Regions from separate parts of the Mus musculus genome. Here region 2 is linked to region 1. The links are chromatin contacts, called in public HiChIP or PLAC-seq maps. All regions are on one chromosome and are shown on one strand. The core of a region is the stretch at or near the end of the contact, and the rest is flanking DNA. Distances in the headings are between cores, read along the strand shown.

Evidence for each region. HiChIP or PLAC-seq counts read pairs in DNA pulled down with a chosen protein or histone mark.
Region 2: a FOXA1 HiChIP or PLAC-seq map of pancreatic cancer cells shows a contact between it and region 1. The contact joins two enhancer-like sites. A contact is called at or near these places in 3 of 39 promoter capture datasets (the 3T3-L1 cell line and liver), 1 of 484 Hi-C or Micro-C datasets (bone marrow-derived macrophages), 1 of 115 datasets of contacts at active chromatin or transcription factors (pancreatic cancer cells) and 1 of 9 other capture datasets (adipose tissue).

What each region holds. Positions count from the first base shown.
Region 1 is chr9:55,134,250-55,139,369 of GRCm38.p6, forward strand. No RefSeq gene overlaps it. Among named protein-coding and RNA genes, the nearest start is that of Ube2q2, 13 kb to the right of the region's middle. Within about 2 kb of position 2,517, at least 78 of the 459 cell types and tissues checked have an H3K27ac peak or open chromatin away from gene starts, as enhancers often do. A contact at or near this core is called in pancreatic cancer cells, where this site is marked.
Region 2 is chr9:55,358,849-55,363,554 of GRCm38.p6, forward strand. The region is part of intron 1 of Tmem266 (transmembrane protein 266); the gene reads left to right. Among named protein-coding and RNA genes, the nearest start is that of Tmem266, 34 kb to the left of the region's middle. Within about 2 kb of position 3,288, at least 49 of the 459 cell types and tissues checked have an H3K27ac peak or open chromatin away from gene starts, as enhancers often do. A contact at or near this core is called in pancreatic cancer cells, where this site is marked.

The DNA of each region.
Region 1 (5,120 bases), core at 1,267-3,766:
TTATCACAGCAACAGAAAGAAAATTAAAACAGGCATTTGTGGAAGATATGTCCTAAGCAATTTTAGAAAGCTTGGACTATTCACTTGTAAATTTCTAAATGATGCAAATAATACTGCTTTCAAAATTCATCTTTAATCTCTGTCATTAGCTGAAATGAACAGTTCCTCCTATGAAATCATAGAATTTCTGGGTCTATCCATTTCTTGTGTGACCCCCCTCCTTTGATATGAGAATCCAGTGCTTTAAAATCGAATATGTTCTATCAATTGCACAATGTGTTTGGTGTGAACTTTTTATACATGTGACGTGCACCAACCTCTCTGGTGACTAACAGACCTATTCTACCAGCTATTTGAACTGGGAGAAGGTCTGTTTTTCAAGTTTCTAGTCTTTCCTTTTTTCCTACAAAGATCACTAGTTACGCAAGACCTTAAGCCAAAAGGCAAGATGGTCCACACCCTGGAAGTTTCGTTGCCAGATGAAACACTAAGGTTTGGTGCTAACATTCAACTCTAAGTGCAACGTTCCCTTCATCACCCACCATCCTTCAGCATGTAAGCAAAGCAGTCTGTGCTCAGCTTCCTACGACATCACATGAAAATGTCTCCAAATGAACACCTGAGCCAGCCTTTGTGGGTCTTTTCCCATGTCACCTATGATACCAAATGCTTCTGTGTGTGTGTGGGGGGGGGAGGTTTAGCACCACGACTTTCTTTGTGAAGGGGCCACATGCCCTCTCACCTTCTGCTGCAAGCACCTTAGTCTTTGACTATCATTTCTGTGGCATTATCAGACCATTTTCCTACATAGAATCCAGCTATATCAGCTGACAAGGTCATGTACTTGGATGTCTGACAATGGCCGACTACTTACTGTGTTCTATGTGTCTGTTTTTGATTACCATCCACATCCTGTCACCCACCTCTGCACAGCACACTTTGGATGATACCACTCTATCTGGTTCCCTTCTCCCCAGCTTCAGCCTGCATGCGCTATGCCTCTCCTCTGCTCTCTCTAGGTCCCTGCTCTCTCCCTCCTCTCCCTCATGTCACTCTCACAACCACAATAAAAGATGCTTTGTTATCATTTATGGACTTCTTTTTGAAGCAAGGTCTTACTATGTAGCCTTGGTTGGCCTATAACTCATTATAGTAGATGAAGTTGGGCTCTAGTGGTAGCGCGCACCTTTAATCCCAGCACTCGGGAAGCAGAGGCAGGCGGATTTCTGAGTTCGAGACCAGCCTGGTCTACAAAGTGAGTTCCAGGACAGCCAGAGCTACACAGAGAAACCCTGTCTCGGAACAAACAAACAAACAAACAAACAAACAAACAAACAAAGAACTCTGCCTGTCTCTGCTTTCCAAGTGTTGGGATTAAAGATATTAAAGGCTGTGAGGTATACACATGCATGTGCATGCGTGTGAAAGCCAGAGGTTAGCTTCACGTGTCTTCTATGTCACCTATTACATCACCGTCATCATCGCCATCACCATCACCACCATCATCATCTTTTTTGAGACACCCTCTCTTACTGAATTTGTAACTTGACAATTTGGCTAGACTGACTGGCCAGCGAGGCCTTGGTGTTCCTCCTGTCTCCACTTCCCCAGTGCTGGGACTACAGATGCACACTGTCACACTCAGCTTTTCATGTGGTTGCTGGCAATTCGCACTCACGTCTTCATGTTTGCCTGGCTAGTTAGCTGTTTCTCCAGTTCTCCATAATTTTACCTTGGGTTTTTAATAAAGATCTTGAGTTATCCTAAGATTGGTATCTTTGTTCTCTTTGAACATGCCTTTGATAGAACCTCCCAGTGTAGCACTTCAGTCATCCCAGAGAAGACAGAAGATACATGTTAACTGGATAAATAACAGCTATCTGTTTTGAAGGAAGTCAAATGAAGAAAGAGCAGACAGATCTAGGGACTCCCAAGGTGTCCTGTTTGCTCTGAATCTGGAGTCCTTGGCAGAGACATTACTGCCTTGTGTAATGCAGTTGTGTAAGTGGGAATAAGGCTCAGGCGTTGGAAGGACACAGCCCCTCCGAATCATAGGGCTTGAGGTATGGGCTCCCCAATCCAGGCATTCCTTGCTTAAACAATGCACGCAGTCTTGGGTCATTCCATCTTAGATGGTGATGTATTACATGGGATTCTCTGAGGCAGCCTTCTGCCACTCAGAATTTGTGGGAAAATGTTATTCTTGTTTGCAGGGTGATCTTTTCCCACACATTTTCTCTTTGGCTTCCTGGGTAGAAGAGGAGAGTCCTTACTGCCATTGTGAGCAAGTAGTAATGTAGTTTGAAGGACCACAGCAGTTCTGGGAGAAATGCTTCTGAATATAATTGTGTCGTCTCTGGGAGGCTCACTGCCTCTCTGTGACTGAGAGCAGCCCTGGGGAGCGGATGGGGGTGGGGAGGAGGCACTGGGAACAATTTCTCTCTGGCTGGAGCTCTGCATCACTCCCACAGTGGTGTACTGATCTCAGAAGTGGGCTAGGAAGCCAGGAGGAGGAGAGTAGTGTGAGGAAACCAAACAACTGTCAGTACCTTGTGATTCAGACCTTCCAGTTGTAGAGGGAGTGATTTGAGTTGACACGAATTCCCAGAATGCCTGACACACCCACAAGCAAGCGGGCCCCAACCCATCCCAGGAACCTTCTGTCGGCCAGCTGAGAGCTTGTGTGGCTTCTCTCAGCACCATGTTCTGCTCTACAACAGCATGTCCCCACGAGATCATCAGTGAGAGTTTGTTCCTGTGGAAAATGGTTCAGGAGGCTTGCCTGATACTAACCCCTTAATTTTCAATGGGGAAGGTTGTTTCAGGAGAACTGGTGTCCTGTCTTTGCTGGAAGCTTGACACACCTTAGCTTCTCTTATTTCTTAAATTACTCAAGCAGATTGGTCAGCGGTTGGCTTGGTGGCAATGACAGGAATATTTACTTTGTAAGCCTGGGAGGGCACAGGAAGGTCTGGAGAAACACCTTTCCCTGCGGCTGCTGGAGTCAGCACTAGAAAGGAACACTCTCCGTATCTGGGAAGCTAAATATATTACTGCTGAAGATTACCCAGGAAATGATAAAGTCAGGGTTAGAGTCCATGTTGGATGGCTGCTAGTCCCGTGTAACTTTCAGTATGCTCTGTGCCACCCAGCATAAATGTCTCTCTATTCATCCATTTGTTCATTTATTCATTCACTCATTAACTCCATATTTGTTGAACAATCTTAGTTGGCCCTATGATATGAGCATATAGATCTAGAGCCATAAATGAGATAGACATGACATTTAAGTGCCATAAGACACATTAATTGGGGAATTATCCAATAAACGATGGCAAATGTGGCTCCTTGCAAGAATCCGAGGGGGCCAAAGATACTGGCAAGTATAAACCTAACCTGGCCCTGTTGTTGTTGTTGTTGTTCTCCTCCTCCTCCTCTTCTCCTCCTCCTCCTTGTCAAGGAGATACAAGCTAGTTATATGGAAAGACAGCCTCAATTAGGAAAATGCCTCCGTAAGATTGCCTGGAGGCAAGTTTGTAGCACATTTTCTTGAGTCCTGATAGATGTGGGAGGAGCCAGCTTGCTGGGGCTGGAGCCTGGGTTATATAAGAATGCAGGCTGAGCCAGGTTATAGTGCACACTCATGCTTTTCATCCCAGGAGGCAGAGGCAGGCAAATCTCTGTGAGTTCAAGGACAGCCTGGTGTTTTCGGAGTGAGTAGAAAAGTCAGTGCTAGCTACATGTGGGACTTGTTTGGAAAAAAAACAAAACAGAGAGGATGGGCAAGAGAGAGCCATGGGGAACAAGGCAGAAAGCACTGTTGTTTTACAGACCAGTTCTTGCCTCTAGGTTCCTGCCTTGGCTTCCCCTGATAATAGGCTGTAACCTGTAAGCCACAACAAAAAACAACCACAAAAAACTGCTATCTTAATGGCCATCAAGCCCCAGGACTCCAACTGTCTCGGTCTCCCCAGAGCTGGACTTACAGGAGTCTGCCACCTTACCTGGCTTGCTTGTGTGTTTGTTTTAGTTTCGTTGTTTTGTTTTGTATTTTGAGACAAGGTTTCTCTGTATAGTCCTGGCTGTTCTGGGACTCGGTTTGTAGACCAGGCTGGCCTCAGCTCACACATATATGCTTGCCTCTGCCTCCCATGCCATCACACATGGGTTCTCCTATCAAACTCAGGTCTGCATGTTTTTACGGCTGTAATCAGGTTTGCATGCTTTTATCAGCCTTGACTGGCTGAGTTATTTTCCCAGCTCCTCCCATCCCAGTCTTCTTTTGAGTGTTTTGTGTGGAACAGCTCAGAAGTCAAAAAAGAAACAATGTAATCTGTTTTAGCCAACACTGAGACAGGCCCCTGCCCGCCTTCCCTTTCTTAGGACATTTATTACAAAAGGAAATATTTTCTATGTCTTTGGTGTGTGTGTCCATCAACGCATAGTGTTTTGCTCAAGGACCCAAAAACCATTACTTTGAAACGTATCCATCAGAACGGACAGGGAAAAGTGGATCCTAACTTTGAGAGTGGCACCATCGCATCCCTGCAAGCCCTCAGCAAGCTCTTCCCCTAGGACCAGTTCACTCCCCTGACCCTCCTTCTCAACCTGACCTGTCACCGATGCACACACTGGAACGGAGCTTGGCCCTTTCCCCTGTTGTCAGAAGTTACTGAATGAAAAATCTGTTCTCCTCACTTTAACTATTGTCTGGCTTTATTTAATCACTGTCAGAACCTTCCCCAGATACAAAGATTATTTAAAGAATGGTTGGCAGCCGTGAGTGATGCAAACATCAGTAATAGGTTTATTTGTTCTTTTTTTCTCCTTTATTTTCCCTTTGTGACTTGTCTCTTTCCAGGAAGGACACAGTCCAGAAAGAGTAATACAATAAGGCCCAATGGGAAGCCAACTGTCCTGAGAGGGAGTCTGTTGGTTAGGGAACATGCTGAAAACAAAGCACCTAAAATAGAGTACTGACATTCGAGAGCTTCTTTCTCTCTTACATAGTAGGTAGGAGGTGAGTTCAGCAGGAGAAGGGCAGCTGTGATCCCACTCTGCCACCATGGAAGTGATAACGTCTTTTCCAGGTGTACCCCCTTGTCCACATCTTAGCTATT
Region 2 (4,706 bases), core at 2,038-4,537, 230 kb after region 1:
CGTGGAACCCTACACACCTGATTTCCTCTTCCCTTCATACTTATTTTTTAATTGACTAAAATTATACACATTTATGATATACAACATGATATTTCTAAATATGCAATATATTATGGAATGGGTAAATTATATACTCGCTACCTCACCTACTTATTCTCTTGTGTTGAGAACACTTAGCATGTACCTTCTTAGCAATTTTGTATGCCCAGCCCATTATTATTTACTGGAGTCACCATGCTGCTTTCTTCACTTTTCCTCCTCAGTCCTGCCTTCCAGTGGGTTCTCTTGGTCTGTGTGCAAGGGTGGATATTTTCCTCCCAATACATCACACAGACTACCAGAATCCGGCAGAAGCCTACTCTAATTTCTTTGAGGTCAATGGTATCCAATAGAAATATAACATAAGCCAACTATGCAATTCCAAATTTACCAGCAGCATATTTACAACATAAAAAGAAACAGACACACTTAACATGGAGCTAGTGAAATGGCTCAGTGGGTGCTTGCCATCAAGCCAGGGACACACATAGTAGGAGAGCAACAATTTCACACATTGTCCTCTGACCTCCACATGCACTCCCTGGTGCAAAGGCACCCGACATATGCATATGTGCAGACACACAATAGATGAATGGGTGTAGTAAGGAAAGGGATGAAATCTTAACTAATTTACTTCATCACTATGTTCATTCACTATGCTATGCTACCCACATGTAATCAACATAAAGGTTATCAAGGAGATAGTTTGCATTCTTCTCTCCATGCTCTCTCAGCGACCAGCACGTGTTCCTCACATTCAGCACGTTACAGCTGTGGTCTGAACCTCAGTGCTCAGGAGCTGTGTGTGGCTTACGGCTCTCATTCTGATGTAGCCCCACAGGCCGCAAGACAAACACCCAGTGCGTGCAGTGCCCAGCACCTTGCTCTGTCTTCAAATCGACTTATGACAATGGGGTTGTCCTCATTTTTTTTTTAGGTGAGAAAACTAATATTTGAGCTTCTAATATAACCAATTGGTAAGTTACAAAATTTACATTGGTAACCCAAATGTGAGGCCAGAGCCTATTATTCTAAAATAGAATATCTCTAGAGATGGCTCAGTAGTCAGGAACATTCATACTTACATTACTCTTCTGAGGACTCAGGTTTGGTTCCCAGCACCTACATAGCAGCTAGCTATTGTAACTCCAATACCAGAGGAGTTTATGCCTTCTTTTGGCCTCCGTGGGCACTGTATACACACGGTGCACAGACTTACATACAAGAAAAACACCCATATACATAAAAGTAAGTCCCTTAAAAATTTAAAAATAGAATGTTTGAGGAGCTGGGGAGATAGCCTGATCAATAAAACCATTGCTATGCGCACATGCTCGTAATCCCGGCACTGGGCATGTAGAAATAGCATGATCCCTGAGCCCCAAATAATTTTGTCTCCAAAAGTGGGTGTCTGCTGAGGAATGACCTCCAAGGTTGACCTTTGGCTTCCACATGCACCTGTGCTCATTCTTGCGTGCTCTCGAATGCACACACACACACACACACACACACACACACAAAACCACACACATGTAACCCCCACCCCATACACACACGTCATACATACCACACAAAATAAGAAAATATTGGCACTGGGAAGCTTTTGGGGAAAGTATCCAAACTATCAGCTCCATAAATCTTCAGTGTTCTCAGCACCTAGGCTCCTGCCAGGGCTCAGTCATGTGAATGAATGAATCTGGTCTCACCTTATGGGAGGCTTGTCTGTCACCCTGGAGCCCTTGCTCCTCATTTCCACTGCACTGGGCTTCTTTGATGTCCCTTATGCCAGGCAGTCGAGCAACTACATGAAAACATAGGCTCTTGCCACCCGGAGATTGATTTTTAAGGGAACAGATTTTAGCAGAGACCCTTCCCTGTGCCCCCAACCTCAGGGGGCACCATCAATAATATTCCTGGCTAATTTCTTTCTTTTTTCCCTTACCCTGGCTACCCAGCTGATGGGCAAACCCAGAAGCTAAGACAGGTTACAAGATGTGAAGCCAGGTCTCTAAGTGAAGCCCACACACACCAACAAAGCTCACCCAACGTGGGTGGCCACCACCTCCAGTTTCCACCTCCAGGTCGTGCTCTGTCGTGACAACTCAAGCTGTTTCCCCGGTAGGAGAGCAGCATGACTCTCTAGGAGGGTCACACTGACCCACAGAGCCAGTGGCTGCTTGCCATGCCTGGATGCCTGGCATGAGAGCCCAGTTGCTGGGTCACCCGCCCTCAGGTTTGTTCAGGGCCAGTCAGGCAGCATCCTCCCAGGGACCTCGAAGCAGCTGCCTCCTGACAGGGTCACAGTAAATGTCATAGATTGCTGAAGTGTACAACTAAGAGCTAAGTAAAGATCACGCATCATGATGCTTTCAGACTGCCTGGATTATACGTCTGTGGATGCTGTCAAGACACAGACTTGCGATTCACTTGGTCTAGGATAGGATCTAGTGATCCTTGTTTCTAACAAGCACCAGGTGGTGGTCCTGCCACAACTGGTCCAGGCCCCATACCTTGGAAAGCAAGACTCTTTCTATCCTTATCAGCATTTCATTAAATGTGAAGTAAGTGGGGTAGGGGGATAATTCAAGTCGCAGTACAAGGCTCCTTTATGACAAACTATACTTACTGCCTCCAGGACTCCTTGACTAACCACAGGCTACCTGTAGTAACACCTTCTTCTTCCAGTTAGATTGTTGGACACAAGGATGCATCCTGTTCTCCTGTGGCTCTCTCTTTGATTCCACCTAAGAGGCCTTGTAAGCTGTGAAATGTGCATTCTTTGTAGTAAGAACTCCTGAGAGTGGCTTTGTACCAGGTACTCCTGGGATCAGAGGCACAGTGGGTCAAAATCCAAGTTGGAACCCAGTATCAGACCTGAAGAGAAAGATAAGGAGAGAGGTGGGAAATATCTAGTGCAGGAATCCAGATGTCCACAGGTTTGTACTGAGGTATTCTGCACGAGAGTCCATAGGCCAAGAGAGAAGTTTGCTGGCTCACCTCATTACATTATGCCTTGGCTAGTTTTTATGTCAAGTTGACCCGAGCTAGAGTCATCTGAGGGGAGGGGACCTCAGCGCAGAAGATGCCTCCTAACATCAGGCTACAGGCAAGCCTGCAGGGTATTTTCTTAATTAGTGATTGCTGTAAGAAGGCCCAGTAAATTGTGGAAGGAACCAACCGGCTCCAGGCTGGAGGTCTTAGGTTCTGTAAGAAAGCACATTGAGCAAGCTATGAGGAATGAGTCAGTAAGCCCCACCCCTCCATGGCTCCAGCATCAGCGCGTGTCTTAGGGTTCCCCCCCAGCTTGAGTTCCAGCCTTGGCTTCCTTCAGTGAACTGTGACTCAGGATATGTAAACCTTGGTTTCCTTCAGTGAACTGTGACTCAGGTTATGTAAACCCTTCCTCCCCAAGTTGCTCTGGATCGTGGCTTTTTATCACAACAGTAGAAATTGGAACTAAGACACGCTATGTCCAAGACATGTGAGAGAGGTGGTGTGATTGCCTTTCAAACAAGTCAGTTCCAGCCCTGGCGCCTCTAAGAGCTCTAACATTTGTTGAATAAACACACACACAAAGGTCAAAAAAGACAGGGCACTAATAACCAAACATACCGCAAGACTCCACACACTCAACAATGATATCACACTTCAAAAGTGGCCATGGCAAATCAGTTTTCCTTTTAATGCCAATGAATTGGGTTCTTTTCAGGGTATTCACAGCCCAGTGCAAGCCCAACGATGTGCACTGCCAAACAAGGCCACCCAGTTATAAGTACTAACCGTCAGAGTCAGTCAGACAAGGCCACCCAGTTATAAGTACTAACCATCAGAGTCAGCCTAAGCTTGTCTGCTGTGGTAGTTACTTTCCCAGTGATTAAGAAATAGATAGGATGAAAGGATAAGCCATACCCTTGGAGAAACAGAATTATCTCCACAAGAAAGTAAAGGAAGTCAGGAGTGACGACTCAGTGGTTGAGATCACTTACTGCTCTCCCAGAGGGCCTGAGTTCACTTCCCATAACCCACACCAGGCAGCTCACAACTGCCTGCAACTCCAGCTCCAGGGGGTCTGACGCCCTCTTCTGGCCTCCAAGGGCACCTGAACATCTGTGGCATTTGCTCACACAGACACACTCATATATACATAACTTTTAAAAAAGTCATTAATGGAGCTTTTTAGAAAGAAAGAAAGAAAGAAAGAAAGAGAGAAAGGAAGAAAGAAAGAAAAAGAAAGAAAGAAAGAAAGGAAGAAAGAAAGGGAGGAAGGGAGAGGGAGAGAGAGAAAGGAAGGAAGGAAGGAAGGAAGGAAGGAAGGAAGGAAGGAAGGAAGGAAGGAAGGAAAGAAGGGAGAGAGGAGAGAGAGGGAGAGAGAGAGAGAGAGAGAGAAAGAGAAGAAACCAGTCTAATTAAAAGGGAGTGTCAGAATAGACCACCAAATTAATGTATGGACGGTAAGCATAAGAAAGAATTATTTAGCATCATATATAATCAGGGAAATGTAAATTAAGGCAATGAGACTATTACATGCCAGCCACTGGCAAGAATGTGGGGAAATGATCTGATAAAAAATGGTAGAGCTAACCTGGAGACAGTCTGGTGGTGCCTTGCAAAGGAAAAGAGTCTTACCATGGAGTCTTGCAACCAGACCTCTTAGTATATGCTCAAGT